4 separate regions of the Mus musculus genome follow, and regions 1, 3 and 4 are each linked to region 2. The links are chromatin contacts, called in public HiChIP or PLAC-seq maps. All regions are on one chromosome and are shown on one strand. Each heading gives the region's core, a stretch centred on a gene start, on an enhancer-like site or on the middle of the called end of the contact. The rest is flanking DNA. Distances are from core to core; before and after follow the strand shown.

Region 1 (5,752 bases), core at 1,107-3,606, 220 kb after region 2:
TCTGTAGACTGTTCTGAACTGTAACAGAGTCAGTCCTCTGTTCCAATATTTCAGGACAGAAACATTAACCTGTTTCTACTCTGCTCTAAGGATGGCTAGAGGACCCTCTCTAAGCCAGGGCCTCAGTTTCCCCATCTGTAGGACAAGGTCAGAATTACTGACCCTTGCAGCTCCAGTTGTGGCATATACCCTCTGTGAACCCAAGTGACGCAGGACCTGCAGAAGGTCACTGCTATTGGTCTCTGTGCTTTGCCACAATGCTGAGGGGATACATGTAGGGTACACCCCATGGCCTGGCTTTCCACAAGTGTGTCCCCCAACATCAAAGGAGACACTGAACCAGTTTCCAGAGCAGAGTAGGGGTGGTATGAGCTGGACAGTCAGCAGGACTTCCTGGAGGAGGTGACATAGAAGCTGGTACCGCACCTGGGTTGAGCAGATACAAAGAAAGGGAGAGTAGGGCCAGATGGTTTGGGGCAGCATTAGGGCTGGAGGAGGGACTGACCCAGAGGGAATGTTATAGGTTCACGAGGTTAAGGAAGGCCAGGACGAAAGTGAGGTGAGTGGTGAGTTCCTGAGCTGTCTGAGCCACAAAAGGGCCTTATCTGAGAAGGATGAGGTGGGTGGACAAAATGGAACCACTTGCAGGTACCTGTCTCCCTCCAGCTCACATGCATGTTGCACTATGGAGGACCAGTCGTAGGCTCCTGGCTCTTTCTTCAGCCACTTCTGCAGCTCCTGCAGGTTCTGCGGGGTGTAGTCAGTGACAATGATCTCCCGGAAGACCTCGCATGCTGAAAGCAGCTGGTAGATGGTAGGGCCAGAGCCAATGTCGATCAGGACGTCGCCCCCTACACCTCCTGGGGAGATAGCATGGCAGGTCTCCGCACCCTGACCTCACATCCTGCTGAGTGACTCCAAACCACCTTAGGATTCGCCAGCTGGGAAGGGGAGCAACCCCTTGCCTCTGGGCTGTACATTGACAGGAGTGGGGAGCAATGCCGGGGGTGGGAAACAGCTGACATTCTTAACTGCCTCCCCATGACCCAGGATACTAGTGGAGGCCTGGGAGGTATGTCTGGTCTTCCAGATAAATTCAGGATTACTGTCTCTCTCTCTCTCTCTAATCAGTTGGCATAGGCTAACTTCAAAGAACATTGGATTTAGAAAATTGGGGGAATTGGTAGAGTGGCAGGGTCTGGGATAAAGGCTGAGAAGGACACCAGCTAGTTCTTAAGAGCCCTTCTGATTTTCTAGGAAAGGCAGCCACACAGAAGAAAGTGTGGCAGAGAGCTAATAGTAACACGAGCAAGAATAAAGCCTAAGACTTCAAGTGACCCAGCACTAATGGGGAGAATGTGCTCTGTGTGACCCTGGAGGTCAGTTGCTCAGTGTACCTCCACCCCCCACCCCGGGTATGCCCTCTCAGCCTGCCCTCTCCCTTCTGCAGTCTCCTTTTATACCTACCATGCCTCTGCCAAGGACTGAAGTCTGTTCTATACCCCAGCTTTCTCCAGCAGCACCAGGCTTTCTTCCCTCTGTATTCTGAGGTTGTTCCTTGCTACCCGTTCCTTGGCACCGAATGTCTGGCTAAGAAGGCTTTTGTGGGGGAGTACACTGAGTGACCTCCAGGGTCACACAGAACACACTCTCCCCATTAGTGCTGGGTCACTTGAAGTCTTATGATTCATTCTTGCTGCTGTTACTATTAGCTCTCTGACTTTGACTGGCCACCCCTGTCCCTCCCTAGCCTTAGTCTGCCCTTAGACATTGGGGGCAAATCATGGAAACTTGTATGCATGTTTACAGGGAAGAATTTTCATCAGGGATTTTTTTCAGAGAGACTCAAGGTTCCAAAAAGGCTGCAGAGCTTTCTGGAAGGCCTCTGGCAAGAGGAGAGGGAAAAGTAGCCTTGGTGCCCAGTCCTATGTCACTTCTCTCAGCATGGGCCTAGGAGCTCCACAAATCTGGGTATACCCCTCAAAGCTTACGAGTGTAGCTACTGAGGCTGATCATGGGTGCAAGGCAAGTTCTTCACTCCTGAGGCATGGCTCTTCTGGATCTGCACACATTGCCATCTATGGGCCCTGTGGGCCTTCAGACCAGTCACCTCTGTAGCATCTGTATATACAGAATAAGCTCTCCCTGTTGGCATGGTTCCAGCCCCTCCCCAGGGAGACCTCAGCCACTCACCTGTAGAGAAGGTCTGGTAGAGGTTCTGCAGGCTAAACTTTACGATTTCCTGCTCTGCCACAGGGCCAGAGTGGAAGCTGTAGTAGGTGGTCAGGTAGTCTTTGGGAGTGAACTCTTTTTCATAGTCCTCACCTCCTATGTATACCTTGCCCTCCATTCTAGCCAGCCCACACAGCTGTCCAGACTCCTTTGCCCCTACTGAATGCTCACTCCTTCCCACCATGCCTTTTATAATCTTTTTATAAGACCTCCCTTCTCAGGGAGGAGCTAGGGTCCCTGGAGATGGTTTCAGAGTGCAGGTGTCAGATTCCTGGCTGGATTTGATTTTTGTGATGAAGCAAGAGAATGCTAGATTCCTGGCTGGATTTGATTTTTGTGATGAAGCAAGAGAATGCTAGAGGGCCTCCAGTCCTGTCCTGGGTCACTGGGCCCTGAAGCTCTCATCCCTGGCCCTCTAGGGTGGCATGTGGACAACTGGGATCAGGAGAGAGAGACAGAGAGAGAGAGAGACAGACAGACAGAGACAGACAGAGACAGATATATATATGGAGACACAGAGAGAGACAGAGAGAGAGAGAGAGACAGAGAGAGAGAGACAGAGAGAGAGAGAGAGAGACAGAGAGAGAATTACATAGGGACAGAGGTACACAGACAGACAAAGAGAAAGAGGCAGAGACCAAAGAGATGAGGGTCTCATTAGGGATGCTTCACTCATGGGGTTAAGAGTAGAGGGTGGAGACACAGGGCCAGGCTCCCAGCCAACACATTCACGGCCCCTGGGCTTCATCTTTGATAAGGCAAATAAAACAAGAACCAGAACAGAAGTGCTCCCCAGGCTGGGGAAGTAGGAGGACCAGAGATCTTCAAATCTCTCTGCTATTCTACACTCAGTGAACTTGCCTTTGTAAACAGCTTATCTTTAACTGAGTTAATGATTCCCCAGCGGTTTAAGGTTTAAGTCTTGTTTTCTCATTTGGCTTAATGTTTTCTTTCTTTCTTTCTTTCTTTCTTTCTTTCTTTCTTTCTTTCTTTCTTTCTTTCTTTCTTTCTTTCTTTCTTTCTTCCTTCCTTCCTTCCTTCCTTCCTTCCTTTCTTTCTTTCTTTCTTTCTTTCTTTCTTTCTTCCTTTTCTTTTTCTTATGCTCGGGAGTAAACTTTGACAGCACCTCCCCAAATCACTAGGCCTGTGTGTTGCCAAGCCCTGTATTTGGACAAACAATTGAAAACGTGTCACAACACTGCACAGAGCGCCACCCATCCACATCCACGTGTGTGCACATGTGCATCTTGTCCTCTGCCCCCAGAATCATCAGCTCACTTAGATCTGCTGTGGTCTGGTCTGGTTGCTTTGAAAAATGATGCCCCAGTTTGCCGTCTTTTGCTTTGGTAAACAACCATGACCCAAAGCAACCTGGGAAGGAAAGGGTTTATTTGACTTGCACCTCCTGACCACAGTTTGTCACTGAGGAAGGGCAGGGCAGGAGCTCAAGCAGGAGTAGAGGTGGGGACATTGAAAGACCACTGCTCACTGGCTTGCCCTCCATGGTTTGCTTAGCCTGCTGGCTAAGGGGTGACACCACCCGCAGAACACGGGGCTCACCCACATCAGTCATTAATTAAGGAAACACTCACGGGCCAGTCTGATGAAGGTCACTCCTCACTTGAGGATCTCTCTTCCCAGGTGACTCTAGTGTGTGTTAGGTTGGAAAAAATAACCAACTAGACCTGCTACTGCAAAGGGAAAATGGACAGAGGCTGTGTAGACTCTTACTCTGCTGTAAGGGAGTCTGCAGTGATCACACACACACACACACACACACACACACACACACACACACTTGCCTCATCTCTTTCTAAGTCATCCAAGGGTGAGAGTGTCTGGGTAGCAAACTTCAGAGTGGGTTCCCAGGGGCAAACGTTGGGAGGATGGGCATGCCACAGTGGGGAAAGTTCATGACACTGATTGCCTACTATGTGACAGGGGTCTCCTGGCTTTTTCACAACAACCTGCAAGGTATCTGCCCCCTCAACAACAAGGAAGTGGGCAATGTGATGCCCCAGGTCGCTGTCAGCAGCAGAGGCCCCAGATTCACGCCCAAAGTGGGAACACAGACTCAGCCCCAGCCTCACCCTGCTCATCATCCTTCAGGCTCTCTGACCTTCAGTTGGGTGGTTCATGGACTTGCTCACACACTGCCTTATAAGCTCAGGGAATCAATCACTCCCAGTGATTGATCCTGTCCCTGGATCTCCATCATGGCCCCAGACACTATGTTTCAAGCCAGAAGAATGAGCCCTGCCACTCAGAATGGAAGGTGATCATTTTCTCTCGGGCTTCCTGGAGCTCGGGGAACCATCTCCACAGGATGTAAACCCATCTGTCATTGTCATTCTCATCCTGTCATTGTGGAAGGCACAACTGCCCCCTCTCCTGGGACTCACAGAGCCTGAACTCTGTTTCTACGTCATGACAACGGTGCTGCACTGCTGTCGTGCAGTTACAGAAAATGCGATTAGTCGCCTACTCAAACTTATTTAAAATCGATTGAAGGAAGCTAAATCCTAGTGAGTTAACATGAGTGGAGACACTGAAGGTGTGACATGTATCTAGGGTTTCTCACATCCACCCCTGACACTTGAGACTGAGCTTTTGTTCAAAGATCCATTCCTCCCTGTGCCCACAAGTGTCTGTGCAGCTATGTGAATATGTTAGTGGCGCCCCCCGGTGTCCAACAATTGAAATTCTTACAACTGCAGTAATGAATAGAATTGGTGATTTTGGTCTGGCTTTTGATTGGGTTTTTTCATACGTGAGTTTAAAGTTTCAAGTCAAGGCTTGAAAACGTTTAGTACAGATAATTTAAGCAGAGAATTTCCATGTTGTTTTATTTTTACCTTTGAAATTTTTTTAGGATCAGTATCTGCTTAATTTCCTTCTAAGAAAACATGAAAACAATTGAGGTTTTCCTTTCTCTTTGAGGTGACTTCCTTCCATTCAGGGTTTGGGAAACTGTTCAGGGTGATGGTGTGTGAGAAGATATTGAACCCTGGTTCTGGGATTTGGAGTGAAGTGGGGTTTGTTGGGAAAGCAGGTCTTTCTTTGGGCTTCCTCTTCCTGGCAGGATTCTCTCTCCACAGGCCCAGGCAGGATGGCAGGGGATGCAGGCTGAGTGTGGCTGCTCACATGGTGTGACACCGAGTCTTTCCTCATTCACTGAATTTTCAGGTGGCCTCATTATCTGCATAGGTAGCGTGAAATTTGCCTGTTTGCTTAAAATTATGGCAGGGGTCTTCCTGAGTATGATTTCTTGTAGCTCCATGTTCTTTAAAGGGTCAGAAACTGTCCCAGTAGAAACAGAAACCTTGGGAGTGTGGTTCTCATCGGGCAGCAGTTTTGCCTACAAGGGGCCTGCTGGCAATATCTGGAAACATTTTTGTTTATCCCAGATGAGCATCCTGTAATGCTGTTAAGTTCAGCATCGCTGGTTCTGATGTGGAAAAACACTTTTCATAAGAGGCCAACTCAGAAGATTTCCTTACCTCCGTGAGGGCCCCCTCTG
Region 2 (6,347 bases), core at 3,609-6,108:
CCTTAGGGCCATACATTATGTTGACCTTGGTCATTCTCCCTAGACCATGACCTTGAACATTGTTTCTAAGTCAACAAGAATGATCTTACAAAGGAAGCCATGTGTCCTCTGCAAAGAGCTTCAGTGTAAACATGCCTGGGCTTTGCTATACTCACAGGGCCGAGCTAGTTGCTTTCACAAAACTGTTCCCCCAAATTGTGTTGTGCTTAAATATGGCTAAAGTAAATGATCTGGTGTCAGACACTAGGTGTCCTGGCCCAGCACCTGTATCAAAACCTGACTGAACCAAGTTTAATTCTTGTCTTTTTGAGGATCATTTCACTGACAGCTATAAAGCCTTCAGGGACCCTTCCACACAAGGAGGGCCTCTTTTTAAATTTAAATGTTATTATTAAAAGTTGCAAAGAAGATATCACACACTGAAATTAACCAGCTCCAAAGACTATACATCTTAATGAACTTCTAAACAGTTAAACTAGCCACTTGGAAAGGAAGCAATAGAGCTTCACACTGAGTGTTGTTCTTCTATAATCAAATACTTATCTACTACCCCCCAAAAAATACTAAGACAGAATTAAAATTAGAAAAATAGGAGGCTGGAGAGATGGCTCAGAGGAACACTGACTGCTCTTCCAGAGGTCCTGAGTTCAATTCCCGGCAACCCACATGGTGGCTCACAATCATTTGTAATCGGATCTGATGCCCTCTCCAGGTCTGTCTGAAGACAGCTACAGCATACTCACATACATAAAACAAATAAAACAAACATTTAAAAAGTTAGAAAAACAATTCGCTTTATACCCTTTTCATAACTCATGTTCATTGCTTGCATTTAGTTCTTGCTGTTTTTGAGACAGTCTCACTACATAGCTCTGATTGCCAGGATTAAAGGTATGCCCAGCCTTGTTTGGAGTTTTGGATGGTATTTGGGGTGCTACAAAGATAGCTCAGATGGTAAAGTGCTTGCTGTGCAAACACGAGGACTCTCTCAGCACCCAGAGACAGAGGCAGAGGATGGAGGCACGTGCCTGGAACGAAAGAGGATCTTACTCAGCTATGGTGCCTATGACCCACATTAATGACCAGAATTGCACAATAACCCTGAGGGTGCAAAAATGGCACACACACCTTGGTGGTAACCAACAGCTCTCTAGTTGGACCTAAGACCTGCTCAAGATTGGGAACAATGTCTGGTACAGGAAACCTAGATAATTACTCAGTGCTAGTGAAATCATGGTTATTAGACAAGAATCTGCAACTACTAATTTATTAAACCAGTATAATCTCAAGCAACAATTTATAAACATTTGTCCTTATACCCACAGATCAGAGTAATTTTCACCTTCATCAGGGAAACTTTGCAACAGATGGAGACCACTATAGAAAATCACAACTAATCAAAACACCAAGCTGCTACGCACACTCCAGTGAAGTTTGCTTGGCAGGCCGAGAGGCCTGGGAGCACTCACGAGGCAAAGAGTTTCACGGAAACTCACTTCCTGGAACTTTGGCATTCTCATAACCCGTATACTCATACCCTATCCCCGTGTTAGTCTGGTGTGTGGATCCACGTGCTCTCTTTTAGTATTATTTTATTATAAGTGCCTTTTAAGATTGAATTCTGACATAGCTAAGCCTTTGCCAGTATTCCAACGTCCCAGAAAATCCATGAAGCCGACAAACTTAGAATTCAGTAGGAATTCTGTGAGAAGGTTACCTATTCAGTAACATTCAAATTTACTTCTAGTAGAGATAGTGAAACTAATTAGGCATTACAAAGAACAGAGCCGGAATAGCTTAGGGTTGGTCTGCAGAGTGTTTACTTGAGACAATAGCCAGTCTTACCCAGACAGGGGAATTCACAATGGCCTATCAAATAGGTGGGTTTACCATGAAAGAGTCCTCCTAAGACAGGCCCAAAGAAACAGCATAAATCAGTCATTTACTAAGAACCCCTGGTGGTGGGCTTAACAATAGACTAGCTTTACACCTGGCTCCCTTCTTAGTGGCAGCGGCCTGGTCCCCGCCTTCTTTTCATGTATACATTCCTTTTGTATGGTGTCACTGTAACTCAGAGGATGTATCTCGCCTGTTTTCTTGCTATTCTTCTGTATAAAAAATTTGATGCTCAACTTGACAAATTACATTCAGATTCTACACAACCTCTTGTGTTGTGTCTGTCTGTCATTTGCCGACTACTTGCCCATCTGCAACTAGAGACCCGTTCAACGCAGACAAAGGGACCCAGAGGGTCTGTGGCACCAAGCTATGGAGACCTGTCCCAATGGGTTCATCTACAAAATAGCCCCATAGCTAAGGCTCAGGAAGCATGTTGGAAGAAGGGGTAGAAATACTGTAAGAGCCAGAGGATTGGAAAGTTGTCTATGAAGTTGTATCTCCTAGTGATACCAGAAGCTACATCCATAAAGTCTCACCAACATGATGGCCCAAATAAGGATGACACCAATGAACATGACAAACTGGACAGAGAAAAGTCCATGAGGCCTCAACCCTACACAAAGAATTATAGGTAACTGGTGAAAGCTGGGATCAGGAATGGTCAGCCCTGAAAGTATACATACAAGTACCGTTACATGGCCTGAAGGATTATATGTAGGAATATATATTGCGCGCACACATACACACACACACACACACACACACACACACACACACACACATATATATACATATATATGCAGCCATATTCTGTCTAGGCCACTCTTACTCAGACTGGCCAGCCCTCAGGGCCAATTCTCACTACCTTTAATCCATGGTGTCAGTCATGGGATTAGTGAGGAAAAAAAGGCATGAGTTTGAAGGAGAGTGAGGAAGGATAATACAGAACATTTTGGAAGGGGAAAAAAGGAACAGAGAAATACTATAATTATATTATAATCTCAAAAACATTTTAAAGTGCTTTGAAAATGTATATTGTGAGATCAAAAAATAAAAAATGTATAACCATAACTGACTAGCTCAATAAATAAATTATCGTCAAAGAAACAGAGGGCAAGAACTGTAACAGCAGCAAGTCATTGCAAGGGATGAGGTGGCTCTGGAAGCCTGTGAGAAAAGTGGAAGCTGAAGCCCAGAGTGGAAACTTTCTCTTGAAATGCTCACAAGTGTGAGAGAACAGGGAAAGGCCGCGGTTCTTCCCGGGTGAGTCAGCGTGTTTAGAAGGCTGGGGAAAGGAGGTTGAGCAACTGCCTTCATTCCACTTGACCCAACTCTTATCAACTGGGAGTGGGCTTTTAACCAGGCTTCTCTTTCCGTGCCTGCAATTCCCACAAACATGGTCCCTCGGCTTCCCAGGCTTTTCCTGTAATTTCCACCACGGGCTCTTCACAGTTCACCAGCAAAAGGGGACACTCTCTCCTGATTTCTGACCACCTGAACAAAGCCACAGGTTCATGACCCCTAGCTGGCAAAGAGGTGCTTTTTTGTAATTTTCAGAGGGCAGTGAGCTCTCTTTGGCAGGAAGTTAAGGAAGTTATGGTGGACATAAAAAAGGAAACAAAGAAAAACATTGCCTAATAAACCAAAGCCAGAGATAGAGCAAACTGCCATGAGACACCTCAGAGAGAGTGACCAAGCATGAGCTGGTGCCACCAGAAACAGAGAGCCAAGCGTCTCCCAGGTCACAACCTGCCAAACGGTGGGCCCTGGGGTGCCAGTGGAAGGCAAGGGAGCTGAGGGTAGATAGTAGTAGGGACAGCAGAGGAGTAAGGGAAAGGGAGGGCTGGAGAAGGGGGGGGGGAGAGGAAAGGGTGGAGAAGAGGCAGGAGGAATGGCAGAGGTTGACTTTACAGAGCTAGGCCACTCTGTAGGGGGAGGTTTTCCCAGCTCTATATATGGAGCCTTGAGGATGGGAGTTGAAGGGAGATCCTGTCCAGACAGCCCAAGGAAACAACCAAAGAAACAAATTAAGGCCGTGGATGTGGCCTGAAAATGAGACCTCGGGCAGCAGAACGCAGGGTGGGACATGAAATAGAAAAATTAGGATAAAATATGCAGGTGGTAGATGCAATTTTGCAACTCTGTACTCTTGAAATAGAAACCTACTGCCCTTTGTCAGTACATAGCCTGATTGCAACTTAGTTCCCTGTCAGTTCCTTCTGCCCAGAAGCTACAGTTTTAATGAAGCAGTTTTCTAGTCTTGTATATAACACCTTGCTTGGTCCAATGTCTACAATGCTAGGACCATAACATCCCACCACTGGGTATCACTGTCAGTACAATGGCTTTCCCCATCACATTCCTAAATTCTTGCCAGAGGTACATGAGAGGTCCTGTTAAGGTGTGCTATAAAGAGTGTTCTCTTTTTCTAGACTTTGCACTCCAAGTTAAGAGTCAATGGTGCAAAGTAATTAGGCAATGTTACTGTCAGAATTCACACATGAGAGGTGTTACCCACAGTTAGGGGGAAGCTAGAAGAGGTTTTCTGCTGTGTGACCTCCACTGTTGGTAGGTTTGAAGTCAACTGAGAGCAGGTGTTATGGTGTCACTCTCACAAACTGAGGGAGCTTTCCAAGGACATTTTATAGGACCAGGTTTTATCTTAGTAACATCTAACTTTGAGGGCTTTGAGATCTATCAGAGGACATATGTGTGACATATTGAATGGCACTAGTTTTAGCTGATGGAGTGGAAAGATTGCTCTCAAGCACTCTGGACTTGTGGCCTCATCTGATGTCTTAACAAAGCTGTTGAGAGTCCACAGACAAAAATGAGCCAAGGGCTCAGGGTTTGCTTTTATTTTTCTCCCTTTCCTTGTGGTGAGCTGATACTGCTCAACACTAGGCATCAACAGCCTTGAGAAGTGTCTTTAGCAACTTCCCTTTCTAAGAAATCTGCCCTGTGAGGAGAATCAGAAGTTCTGACAGGGTTTTGGTTTTGTTTCATTCCAACAAGGCCCCTGCTGTTGACAGTGAGAAAGGAGTTGGCAGTTCCCAGAGGAATTGAATGACTGAGTCAGAGCAGTGTCTACAGACACATAACTCAGCACCAGGCACATGTGAGTGCAATAAAATACATCACTGCTGTCAGATTCAAGGCTGAGGAAAGTCAGACTCAATAAAACAGAATACACTGTATGGCTCTGTGTAGAAGCCGAGAGATGGTAGCTGGGAGACACGGGTTGCAAAACAACAGCCATGCAAACTCCTGGGGACATAGAAATATCTTGAGTGAGAGCTCTATGTATGTGTGTGTGTGTGTGTAGTGTATGTGTAGTGTGTGTGTGTAGTGTGTGTGTGTGTGTGTGTGTGTGTGTGTAGTGTGTAGTGTGTAGTGTGTAGTGTGTAGTGTGTGTGTGTATAGTGTGTATACATTTGTGAATTCCACATTCTCAGATTCAACCAACCATGGATCAAGAATATTCAGAAAAATATCGCACCTCACTAAACATGGAAGAATTTGTAGATTTTTCCTTGTCATTGTTTCTTGAATCGAATGCTATAACCACTTTTATAGCACTTACAATGCATTAGGTGTCATAAAAATCTAAAGATGATTTAAATTTTCAGGATGGTATGTGTAGGTATATGAAGATAATCACTCTGTCTTGTATCAGGGATTTGAGCACTGGTGGATTTTGTTTTCCTTGGAGTATCCTGACACTGATCCCTGCAGACACTGAGGGAAGAGCATATATATAAACACACACACACACACACACACACACACACACACACACACACATGCATATTTGCCAAGTGTCATCAACCTATATTTTTCAAATCTGAAATGTTCTATGAGCATTATGTTTGTTTTAGTTTCATGTTAAGAGAGAGCCTTACTGTGTACTGCATTGTGGCCTCGAGCTCTCAAGATCCTTCTGCCTGGGTCTCCCATACGTCAGGGATAAAAGCATGCACCACCATGCCTAGCTGAAAAGCACTGCTTTATATTATACAGCAGTAACTTACGGATTGCCATTTAAAAGTAGCAATCTACTTTTTTGGGTTGAATCAAGAAGAGAACACTCAAAGAAGTCATTCCCCATCAGCCCCAGTGGCCTTATGACTCTGCCCTTTCCTGACACGCCCTGCTGTTGGGAACCTTCATTCATTCTTTTGAAACTCTGTATTTTTCCAAATAAATCGCCCCAGCTTTCTCCAAGTTGCTGTTGCAATACCAGAGGACGAGATTACAGATTGAGACGAGCCTTTCCCAGAAAACTATTCTGTAACAGCATAGCAGATGCTAATTAGAGTTACACCCCAAGTTGTTGTTACGTGGCCCGGCCATCTTACAAGCACTTCTGTATAAAGGCTGGCCATAAGCACCAATGTAAGCCAAAGCAAGCCAGGCCAGTGTTCGAATCCGGCCACCCACTCTACTTC
Region 3 (5,533 bases), core at 1,286-3,785, 180 kb before region 2:
TGAGCCCTTCCACATCAATCATCGATCCAGAAAATGTCCCCACAGACTGGCCTACAGGCCAATCTGTTGGAGGCAATTTCTCAGTTGAGGGTCCTCTCTCCATGATATGTCTGAGGCTTGTGTCAAGTTGAGAAAAACTAACTGGCACACCAGTAGTTCACGTTAGTTTGAGATAAAAAAGCCAGTTGAACATTTTTGAAATGATGCTTATGGATTTGACTAAGTATAAAATGTTTCTCTCTTCTGATCACTGCATCTGAGAATGGCAATTCCAAGAACGAGAGGGAAATGACAGCTGTGTGATAAACAGCTAAGGAAAGGTCAGTGATGGCTGAAGTCCTTACCTTATATCATATTCTGTGGGCTTTTAAAGTCAGTTGTTTCTATTTAAAAAGACAAATCTTAAGAACTGTATACCTCGTGGGCATAGACCCAAAGTCCACCCCACTGTGGACACTTGCTTACTCCTGCTCATTGTTGCTTTATTCGTAATAACCAGAAATTGGCAGTAACCTAGATGTCCATCAGCTGATCAACGGATGGTGAAAATGTGCTACATTTACACAGTCGAATCTTATGCAGCTGTTAAGAGAAGCTGATGAGATGTGCAGGTGAGTGGATAGAGCTAAAAACAGTCATCCTGAGTGAGGGGACCCAGGTCCCAGAAGACAAACGCGTGTTTTCTCTTCTGTGTGGATGCTAGCTTGTAATCTTCCATCTGAGTGCTATAATCTGTATAATGGCAGAGGTTAGATACCTAGTAAGGGCCTGGGTGAAAGGAACAGATCTCCCAAGGAAGGGGAAATAGAATATGTTGTTATAGAGAGGATGCAGGGGAGGGGGGATTGGCATGGGAGGGCTAAGGGGAAGGGGTAGGGAACAGAAGGAGAAGGGAGGAACTATGAGGAAGGACAACTGACACCAGGTCAATTTGAGGGGCCACAGGAGCCATGTCTGCTGCTGTCGATGCTTCCTAAAATATATACATATACAAAAGTAATCTAAAGAAAGTCACCAAATAATGGAAGAGACAGTATCTTATACCACCAAGTGAAGCATCCAGTACCTGGGAATAGGTTACATCTTGTTGAGTCATTGGCCCCCCAAACATCCCAGGCCATTTCCAAGGCTATTGGCTGCTCTCCTCAAAAAATGATGATGTCAAGGCTCTCTGCTGAAGGCAATACTTGATATATCTCATCAAGCACATAGAAAGTGAGCAGGTGCTTGCCCAGAGGCTTCATCCCTCCTGACTAACATTCAGACTACTAGGAGGTATTCTGCATGCTATAGAGGTAAAAGGTATTCCTCCATCTGGCTACAAACCCTACAACCTACCTACACTGGTGACCTGTCTGCTGGATATGCCGGTGCAAAAGTGGCACAAGCCTTATAGGAGTAACCAACTGCCCGCTGATGGGATTTAAGGCTTACTACATAAGATGGAACCTGTACCTGAAAATCCTTAGCTTGCCAAGAACCTGAGTCTGAAAAGGCCATGAGTCTGAAGCAGGGGTGGGGAGAACAACTACTATTGTTCTGTTAAAAGAACATAACAATACAATGACCCCCAATGACATTCTGCTATACCCGTAGCAGTAGATGGGAGCTAACACAGAGATTCACAACAACTGGATAATGTGCATAGAGTAAGAGACTTTGAGACACTTAGTCCCAAATGGGATGTCCTCGTTAAACTCCTCATGACTCAGGGATCTCTGTGGAAGAGGAGGCCAAGTGATGGTAGGGGCCATAGGGGATGGGTCATTCCATGGAAACAGTGTCTTCCAGACACAACAGGGCTAACACACATATGAACTCACAGACACTGTGGTAGCAGGCACAGGGCCTGCACAGGTTCAAGGCAGTCAGAGTCCTAGCATCAAGAGCAGGAAGAGGACATGGGCTCTTACCCCAAGCAAGAACTTATCTGCCATTAACACCAGCCTACTAAAGAGAAATTAGTTCTCTCAATGCAGTGTCAATGGGTATATCAATCATACTTCAGAGAAGGCCCTGTGCCCAGAATTGACAAAAACAAACCAATTCAATAAAATTTTTGTATACTTTTTGTCTTAAGTTGCTTAGTTTGAGCATATTTTTTTGTTTATCTTGTTTTCTTGTTTGTATATTTTGTTTTCTCTGTGTGTTTGTTTCTTGTTTTTTCTTGAGGGAAAACTGGCCCCTTGCAGTCACAGGGAACTGAGTAGTTCTACTTTATCATATCCTCCTAGTCATGGCAGAAAATGATGGAGACAAACATCCATAGACCAAACCTGAGAACATGACCCAAAAGAAAGCCTGCCCCACCCCTGCTGCCCCACCCCTGCTGCCCCACCCCTGCTGCCCCACCCCTGCTGCCCCCTGCTGTGAGCAGAATACCCCAGGCATTTGACATAGCAGTAAAATCTGTCTGACGCATTACACAGCACACCAGAGACTCTGAGACAGTCTCACCCTGCAGTCCAAGCTGGTCTTGAACTCACCACGCTTCTGCCTCCCTAGTGCTAGGATTATAGGTACTAGCTATCACACCTGGCTGCCTTAGCTTCTAAACATAATCTGTGAGGTTAAAAGCAGAGGTGAGACTCAGAGGTGGTGCCAGGTAGGTGTCTTTGGCAAGGGCCTGAGGTTTTTTAGTTCACACTTCCCCACTCACGGAATGAGGAGATGTGAAGGCAGCTCAGAGGGGAGGTAAGAGAGGAGCCCACATCAGGGAAGCTGGCCTTCAGGTCCTTCAGAGTAAGGCAGTTAATCCTTCAGAGCATTAGCAATGCTCTCCTTCCCTACCCATTTGGGTTGTGGTGTGTGGGGTCAATGGCAGTGCATAGGTTATTGGCTGTGGGGTTACAGGCTGTCATGGAACAGCAACCATAAAGCAGCCAGGACATGTGGTAGCTTCAGTAAGAATGGCCCCCACTGGCTCATATATTTGAATGCTTAGTCATCAGGGAGTGGCACTAGTAGGAGGAGGTGTAGCTTTGTTGGAGTAGTTGTGGCCTTGTTGGAGGAAGTGGTCTTTGGGGTTTCAAATGCTCAAGGAAGGTCTAGTGTCTCCCTCTCTCTTCCTGCTACTTGTGGATTCAGATGTGGGACTCTCAGCACTATGCCAGCCTGTGTACCACCATGCTTTCCACCAAGCTGATAATAATTAAAGCTTTGAATGTAAGCAAGCCCTAATATATATGTGTGTGTATATATATATATATATATATATATATATATATATATGTGTGTGTGTGTGTGTGTGTGTGTGTGTGTATGAGTTGCTGTGGTTTTGGTGTCCCTTCTCAGCAATACAACATTGACAAAAACAGGACACAAAAATTACTGGTCCAGAAGCCAGAGCTGTGGGGCTCTAGCACTGACTTTTTGTAACCTGAGTTGGCTTAATTTGTTATAGAGACAGACATTCAGCAAGCAGTGATGGTGTGTTGCCCTGCTCTAGGTTGTGTTGGACACTGCTAGAAAAATAGTCTCTGCTCTCCAGGTCCCTGGAGGGGAACAGATAGAGGCATATCAGACAGTAGGTGGCTACAGAGTCAGGGTCCTGATAGAGAGACTGTAGCTAGAGTCCATGGAACCTATGTGTCGTTCCACCTTGAGGCTCAGAGTTGGAGCCCAGAAAGGAAGCAGGTTTAGTCTTGTGACAGGGACACCTTGTTCCTTGTTTCTCCTGAGGAGAGTTTCTCTTCATGACAATGTGGACTCTGCTGGTTATTTCCCCCACTCTTGGTACAAGTTATCCTAGTAACCAAAGAAGAGAAACATTGCTGTCTCTGCCCAGCCAAGATCTCATGTTGTAGTCAGGAAGCAGACCTTTGATGTTCCCACCACCCTTGGCCTTGGGGGGAGGCTGGCCAAAGCCATCCCACCCAGCAGTGTGAGGGGCTCCTCTCAGCAGCTCCACTCCACCCTCCCACCAAGTGGCACCTCCTATATCACCTTTATCACCAATAAAAGATTTTTTTGGCACCATCTGCTGGATCTTCCAACTTATTTCCCCTTAAGTTTGAAACTTGTTTAGGACAGAAGAAAAAAAACTTTTTTGGTTCCCCCAGGGAATTGAAGACTTAGACATCTATCATTCATTAGAGGGACTACAGTTAAGTGGCGCACGCCTTTAATCCCAGCACTTGGGAGGCAGAGGCAGGCAGACTTCTGAGTTCAAGGCCAGCCTGGTCTACGGAGTGAGTTCCAGGACAGCCAGGGCTACACAGAGAAACCCTGTCTCAAAAAATAAATAAATAAATAAATAAATAAATAAATAAATAAATGAATAAAATTTTCAGAGAGAATAATAGGAAAAAAGACCTCATTGCTTATGTGATGTTTCTTGTTAGAATTTTTCATGCTGCCAATATCTACATGCAAGCACCATATTTAGGAAGAAAATAGATTCTGGTGCCTTGTAAATGCCTTTCTTCTCCCCTTTTGTATGGAGAGGGGGTCAGTAGAAAATGTAGGGGCAATCCGATTTCTCTTGTAACAAGACAGTAAAGCACTTTTGATTAGTATGTGTGTTTAAATAACCATGAAGGCAGCAGCCTTCTTTCTCTCTTGGTCCAATTAAGTGCTGTTTTCACTGCAAAGAATACTCAAATCATACCTCAATCTTCCTTGTGTCAAAAGCCTGTCTGGAAGACGGCTTCTCTTTATCCAAGAAGAAACGGCACACTTGTTTTTCTGCCTATAGATGAGACTGCTTCAGAGAAAGACTTCTGACTTTGAGTAGCAACCTTTTTTTATCCCTAGCGTGTGGGTGAATGCTATTTCTTCTAGGGATTGGAGAGAGCCGTGCCAGGTGAGGCAAGGATCAGTGCGGGCAGATGCTGTCAGCAAACAAAGAGAGTCTGTGGGAAAGGAGCGAAAGCATGCATTAAAGCGACAAGGCTAATCAGCAGCTGGGGAAGATAGGAGCCCTGGAAATACGTCACCGGCAGACAGTTTAATGATTTCAAAATGGCAATTGCCCTGTGCAGAAGTCACCCCATGCCCACAGCCACATGCTTGTGTTTCCTCTGTGTCAGGTGAAAAGGAGGAGGCCTTTGGAGTAGAGCCACTGTCCAGTCTCGCAGGTGTCATGGGGAAGGCCATTCAGCAAGCATTAAGTGCCTACACCAAGGAGAGCGCTAGACCCAGAAAAAGTATAACAAGTGAGCATGCCAGTATTTTCTCGGTGCTCCATTTGCAGAGTCCCACTTGTCCCTGGGGGCAATCCCACAGGCAATAAAGCTCTCTGCCTTCTGGAGCCTGTGTCCACTGGAACAGGCAAGTGTGCTGAGGGGTTGGTACACAGCATGGTCTGTTATAAAGTGACAAAGAAAAGAAAACTTGGAGAACATTGAAGGGCATGTTGTGTGACAAAGCTTCATGGGGAGATAGAGCAGACATGTCCACTCACCCCAGACTGGGAACCCAAGATGCCGCCAAGTCCAACTTGGTGAGACCTGAGTTTTATTTGGGTTATTTACAGGCATATGGGTGGAGTTACTTACAGGAACTGAATGATTCAAAGACAACTGCATCACCA
Region 4 (6,208 bases), core at 3,399-5,898, 200 kb before region 2:
TCCACTGGGTGCCTCTGCTTTCTCTTCTGCTGCTGTACTGCGGTAGTTGTTTTGATGGTTGGTTTACTGCTTACTGACCCCGCCTGCCCTACCCCACCTCTTCACACTGGTTTAGTGCCACCCCTGGGTGTAGTTGTTCCCACAGAGAAGTCAGTAAATCTGGCAGGCATCTCGGCCATCCTGCCACTTCCACAAACTTCCTCCATACCCTGATGTCTCTCAGCCTTCTAGGTTCTATCAGTGTGATGGTTTGTATATGCTTGGCCCAGGCATGGCACTAGTAGAAGGTGTGACCCTGTTGGAGTAGGTGTAACCTTGTTGGAGTGGGTGTGTCACTGAGGGTGTGGGCTTTAAGACCCTCATCCTAACAGCCTAGAAGCCTGTATTCTGCTAGCAGCCTTCATATGAAGATGTAGAACTCTCAGCTGTTCCTTCACCATGCCTACCTGGATGTTGCTATGTTCCCACCTTGATGATAATGGACTGAACTCTGAAACTGTAAGCTGGCCCCAATTAAATGTTGTCCTTATAAGAGTTTCCTTGGTCATGATGTCTGTTCACAGCAGTAAAACCCTAAGACAGTCAGTTTGGTTCGCTCCAAACACTAAGCTGAAGTCCCTAAGAAGCAGAGCATTTGTCTTTGCCTGTGGCTTCTGAGTATGTCCTTGGTCCTGCCCTGTTCTCTGTCCCCATCTGGGAAACCATCAGTTGGGCTGAGGAGCTGTTACCGGTGACCGATGTCCCTTTGGGTGTGTTCATTATTTGCTATTCCTGCCCCACATGCTTCTTTGGGCCTGAGGCTTGAGCTTTTTAAGAATTAAAACACATTTGATTTTTTTTTTTCTTTCTCAGCTCTTCAGTGTCTCTTCATCCTGAGGAGAGGCCCCTATGACATCAGCTTAACTAATGGAGAAGGACAGTGTGGAAGAATGGAGCGAGGAGGGGAGAAATCCCCAAATATGCCATCAGCACCTGGCCACACAAGGACAGCCACACGATGGCTGCCGTCAGGGCTTGGGACCCTGTTTTGCATACTTGTATCTTGTACATATTTTTACCTTAGGAATATTTGTAGCCTCCAAAATTATTGGGCTTTGTAGAAACTATATACATATGACACTTTTAAAGTGACCAGGGGCTGGAGAGATGACCCAGTGGGCAAAGCTGTAGCTGTGGCAATGCAAAGACCAGAAGGGAGCCAGTCACGGGCGAGGTATGTCTGTAATCCGAGTGCTCCCAGGTGAGACAGGAGGCGGGACCAGACAATCTCTGGAGGCTGGAGGTCAGCTAGCCTGGTGTATTCAGGAAAGGAATCCCATCTCAAAACAAGGTGGAAGGTAAGGATAACACCCAAAGTCCTCTGACTCCACCCATGCAGTGTGACAAGAGTACGCACACACAGCAACAGCCATATACACACATCAAACACACACGTGTGCATCTCATACAAACACAAGCACTCTAAGTAAAATAGTATAAAATATGTTGAGAAGTAATAGAAAATGTCATAAACATTCCCTCAGATCCACTGTTTGCAAGAAAAGTGACAGTCTCTGATTGGCTATCACCCTCCTGTGGGTGTCCTGGCAAACAGAATCCTTTACGCCTCTAGAAATGAGTCCACAGTTAGCCCACACCAGGTGTGATGGCTCCGTTCCAGGGCTGCCAGCCTGTGTGAGCTGTGTACCAACCAAGGCTCCCACTTCTGGATGTTTGTGGTCTGGCTGCGAGACCTCACTTGCAGAATATGTGACTATCGGCTCTTCGGGAAGATGGTAAGGGCATCTCTCAGGAGCAGGAAAGATTTACTGGTGATAAGGCGCATTCGTAACATTTCTGGTAGATATGTTGCTATTCATCCTTGTTTCACAAGCACAAACATGTACACATGTGCACCCGCATGTGGAGGTTAGAGGTACACCTGCAGTATCATTCATTATTTATTTTTGCCGTAATCCCTCACTGGCCCGGAGCTTGCCATTTAGGCAAGGCTGGTGGCCAGTAAGCCCCAGGATCTGCCAATCCCTGCCTTTCTAGTGCTTAGATTTTTATTTAGTGTTTACATATGAATTCTAGGATTCAAACTCAGTTCTTTGTGCCTGCAAAGCACAAAGGCATTTTAACAACTGAGTTATCCCAGTCCCCAGTGATTCAGAGTCCATTCATTCATTCATTCATTCATTCATTGAGACAGAGCTTTGCTGTGTAGCTTTGGCTGCTCTGGAGCCCGCAATGCAGACTTGGCTGCCTGTAAACTCATAGAGATCTACCCACCTTTGCCTCCAGAGTACTGGGATTGAAGGTGTGCACTACCATGCCCAGCTGTCTCGGAGCCTTCAATGTACAATTATGCATTGCAACTGCTCAAGATTGTAGTGTGTACGATAATATATGCTGTAGGCAAATCCTCATGGCTACCTGATGCTGCAACACTGTGTCTTGGGATTGTTGCCAGGCAGAGCACATTTTGAGAAGTGCTGTGCAGGCACACACCTCTCCCGTTACGGTCTAGTGTTTTGTGGTTCTGACCACTATGATTTGGGGTGAGAGAAGACCTGAGCTTCTCGAAGCTCAATGACTGAGAAGCAGCCACTTAGAATCCCGACCGAGACAGCGCCTCATCATCCTGTAAACCTCCTGATTCTGGGAAATCAATGGCTGAGCCATTGCCACCACCACCGCAGAGCTCACCTCAGAGCAGGGCTTCCCTGGCCCAGAATGTTTCCTTTCCTTTTGCTTTTCTTTCTGGATTATCAAAAGATGTCAATATTCCAGGAGATATGAATCACCTCATTGTCTTTTCCCATGAGAAACTCAAGTCTCTACTAAGTCAGTTTATCCAGGTTGAAAGACCCTTTCACGTCTTCGGTGCCAATCTTATCCCATGCTGTTAACCATTCCTGTCACATCCACACAGTCCAAGTGGATGATAAGGCCAAGTGGAGACAATGGAGTCTGTGTAGCTCTCCTAGGTTTGGAGCTGTAGGGTGGGGAACATCCCCAGGTGATGGGGGCAGAGAGACAAAGCCATTGTGTGTCTGATGCTTAGTTTTGCTGACTTTCTTCCCTGTTCTCAGAACAGGCAGCATTTTGAAACTTCTGAAATGAGAACTTGAACTGATCCAAGACAAACTGTCCCAGCTAGGTCAGTAAAGGACTCACCTCATAAACATGAGGCCTTGGGTCTGGGTTCCCAGAGCGCAAGGACAGAAAGCCAGATGTGGTGACACCTGCTTCTCATCCCAGCAATGCCAAGAGGGGAGGTGGAGCTAGGTAGATTTCTGAAAGCTTACTGGCAGCCAGCCTTGCCTGTAAGTGAGAGACCCTGTCCCCAATACAATTTGGAAGGTGCCTGTGATGATTAATCTCTTCTGTCAACTTGATGGGATGTAGAGTCACCTGGGAGACCAGTTTCTGGGCGTGTCTATAAAGGAGCATCTAGATTGAGCTAATGAAGGTAGGGCTCATCCTAACCACGAGTGGCTCAGTAGGCAGGGGCCAAAAACTGAACAAAAAGGAGAAGGCTAAGTAAGGGAGCTCAAGCATCCATCACTCTGTTGGCTGCCGACTGACGAAGAAACAGGACCTGAGGCTTCATGATCCCGCACATGCCTTTCCCACTGACTATATCCCCCAACACCATGAGCCAAGACAAAGCCTTCCATTCTTGAGTGACTTCTTGTCAGGTGTTTGATCACAGCAAAGAGAGGTTTAACTAATCTAGCTCCCCAACAATGACACCTGGGCTTATCTTCTCAGTTCCACATGTACATACAAACCCTCGCATAGACCAACACTCACATACAGATAAATGTGCACACAGAAAAAGAGGACAGGGAAAGAAAGTAGGGAAGGGAGACAGGCTGCTTAATAAAAATGCATACAAAAGCATGAGAACAGAGAATGAAAGGCAGTGACCTGCTCAGAGACAACGCCGCTGAAGGCCTTGACTCTCCTCGCTCACCACTCCACACAACATGGCTCATACTTGCCAATTCCCACTGCTGGGACCTGCCAGGCCAGTGTTTCATTATAATGTTGGCCCTTAAACAGTACATTTCTTCATATAATGATGACAGGATTTCATGAATAGAAATTAGGCCTTGGACCAAGTTTATAATAAACCACAAGTTTCGTTACGCAGGTGAGGAAAAGGGACCAGCTGCCGAGTGATGTATTTGCCATGTAGCAAGAAGGAAGCTCTGAGAAGTTGTTTAGAAAAGGTGCCATGGTGATGTCTGACAGGCTCCAGGCATCTTTCTCTTGGGGGTGGATGCGTAGGAGGACAGTAAGAAACTAAGGCTAAAAAAAAAAAAAAAAAAAGGCAATTGGGTAGAAATTCTTCCCACCTCTGTTGAGCCAAGTCATATAGCCCCTAGAGAAATGACACCAGCATATAATGTTTATTAAATGTGAGAGGAAAGCATAAAAATTATTTTTCTATTCAAGCCTAATTTAAGATCTATGTGAGGAGCTGGGGGATTTTTTCCCCTCCTGTTGAACAACGAACAAAAGGGCCTATTAATGTTAGGAAGTGACCTCAGTGTGGTTAAAAATATTTGTGTTGCTTCTGTGTAGAATGGCAGGCAAACACGCCCTTCCCAACCTGTGTGGGCAGCAAGAAGCAAACAGAAGAGAGAAGAGGAAGTGAGGGTCAGGGCAGATGACAGACTTGGATCAACACCAGTGCTTTCCAGAGAGCTTGTGAGGCTTCGGGTTCAATAACTGTGCCTCTGCCAAGGGCTGGGCCCCACCTGTCCATCAGCAGGGTTGGTGCCTGAGCATAGGGCATGCTTCTGAGCTTTCTTTCCCTTGGTCCTTCATGCCAGAGCCATCTCCATCCTTGGCTCCTTCTAGAAGTGCAAGTCAGACTAAATTCATACCCTGTGTCCTGAACTATGACCCATTCGGTTTCCTTTAAGTTTCCTCTTAGTCTCCTAAATGGAATTGGGTACTGTTTGCTTCAATATAAAACAGATACATATAAAGTCAAAACCCTCAAGTAATATGACTTTTAATCTAAGCCTTCTTATTGCCAAGTGAAATTTGTCTCTAAGCCAGGTGTGGTGCTGTGTGTTGTAAACCCTGCACTCTGAAGCCCGACAAAGAAGGATTATCAGGAAGTCTGAAATCAGCTCGGTCCACCTAGCAAGAATCAGGTCTTTGGGCTGGGCAGTGGTGGTGCATGCCTTTAATCCCAGCACTTGGGAAGCAGAGGCAGAGGCAGATGGATTTCTGAGTTTGAGGCCAGCCTGGTCTACAGAGTGAGTACCAGGACAGCCAGGGCTACACAGAGAACCCCCCCCCAAAAAAGAATCAGGTCTTTGGCACCTTTAATAAATGCTTGGGACCCTTGCCAGCTCTTAGGTTTGTACAGATTTTATTTCAGATGCTGTCTGTGGCTTCTATTGTCTTCTCTCACTGTGAGGCACTTAAGAGGAGGTGGCAGGTGGTGTTAGTACCCTCTCCCCACTGACAGGGTAAGATAAATGTTCCTTTTCCTTTCATCCCAAACAGATGTTTATAGCAAACACAGTATATGGCTTTTCTATTGTAGACAAGCATAGGAAAATTAAAATCTCTGTTATGGTACAGGCCCCCAATCACAGTTAACATATGGCTGTATTTCCATCCTACATCACCCGGAGATCATCCCTCTATACTAGACAGTTCGAGGTTTCAGGACCCAAGCCCCATACTCTGGGAAACCCCTATAAACCCTTCATGTTCTCAGATACCATCTTTAAGGCAGCAAGCTAAATTAGGGGTGCACTGTGTGATATGTCCAAGAGAGAAAGCCGGGCTGCCCATTAATACAAGCCCGCAGCTTGCTTAGCAAGCATCCTACCAGACACCCTAACACCCACACATGCAGTCAGGTGGCATTGAGCTGGTTCTAAAAGTTTTGGGGGTTTTTAGCTGATATTTATCTGTAGAAACAGAATTGTAAAGACACACCCTAGAGCTACTAAAAACAAAACAAAACAAAACAAAACAAAAACAAAAACAAAAACAAAACAAAACAAAACAAAACAAACAAAAAAAAAAAACCCATGCTGACCAACAATGTGAGAACTGGCTCACAGGAGTTCTGCAGACTGCTCCTAAACCCTCTGGTCCAGTTCTCTTTGAGAACTAATCCTTTGTTGGAGATCCCTTCCCCTTTTTGGGGGGTCCCCCTAAATTCTAAGAGTTTGAAAAGTCAGTT

The links. HiChIP or PLAC-seq counts read pairs in DNA pulled down with a chosen protein or histone mark.
Region 1: an HNF4G HiChIP or PLAC-seq map of pancreatic cancer cells shows a contact between it and region 2. The contact joins the promoter of Inmt here to the enhancer-like site in region 2. A contact is called at or near these places in 1 of 39 promoter capture datasets (liver), 6 of 484 Hi-C or Micro-C datasets (the G1E-ER4 cell line, the N1E-115 cell line, nephron progenitors and 1 more), 3 of 115 datasets of contacts at active chromatin or transcription factors (embryonic stem cells, memory CD8 T cells and pancreatic cancer cells) and 2 of 9 other capture datasets (adipose tissue and liver).
Region 3: a contact with region 2 is called in a FOXA1 HiChIP or PLAC-seq map of pancreatic cancer cells. The contact joins two enhancer-like sites. A contact is called at or near these places in 3 of 115 datasets of contacts at active chromatin or transcription factors (double positive thymocytes, embryonic stem cells and pancreatic cancer cells) and 3 of 9 other capture datasets (adipose tissue, liver and pancreatic islet).
Region 4: an HNF4G HiChIP or PLAC-seq map of pancreatic cancer cells shows a contact between it and region 2. The contact joins two enhancer-like sites. A contact is called at or near these places in 3 of 115 datasets of contacts at active chromatin or transcription factors (double positive thymocytes, embryonic stem cells and pancreatic cancer cells) and 2 of 9 other capture datasets (adipose tissue and liver).

What each region holds. Positions count from the first base shown.
Region 1 is chr6:55,172,634-55,178,385 of GRCm38.p6, forward strand. It overlaps Inmt (indolethylamine N-methyltransferase), which reads right to left and starts at 2,357. Exons shown (of 3, transcript NM_009349.3): 1 at 2,194-2,357; 2 at 653-860. The coding sequence starts at 2,350.
Region 2 is chr6:54,951,698-54,958,044 of GRCm38.p6, forward strand. All of the region lies in intron 1 of Nod1 (nucleotide-binding oligomerization domain containing 1), which reads right to left. Among named protein-coding and RNA genes, the nearest start is that of Nod1, 18 kb to the right of the region's middle. Within about 2 kb of position 4,859, at least 136 of the 459 cell types and tissues checked have an H3K27ac peak or open chromatin away from gene starts, as enhancers often do. A contact at or near this core is called in adipose tissue, liver, pancreatic cancer cells and 1 more, where this site is marked.
Region 3 is chr6:54,772,981-54,778,513 of GRCm38.p6, forward strand. No RefSeq gene overlaps it. Among named protein-coding and RNA genes, the nearest start is that of Znrf2, 41 kb to the right of the region's middle. Within about 2 kb of position 2,536, at least 66 of the 459 cell types and tissues checked have an H3K27ac peak or open chromatin away from gene starts, as enhancers often do. A contact at or near this core is called in pancreatic cancer cells, where this site is marked.
Region 4 is chr6:54,747,598-54,753,805 of GRCm38.p6, forward strand. No RefSeq gene overlaps it. Among named protein-coding and RNA genes, the nearest start is that of Znrf2, 66 kb to the right of the region's middle. Within about 2 kb of position 4,649, at least 53 of the 459 cell types and tissues checked have an H3K27ac peak or open chromatin away from gene starts, as enhancers often do. A contact at or near this core is called in adipose tissue and pancreatic cancer cells, where this site is marked.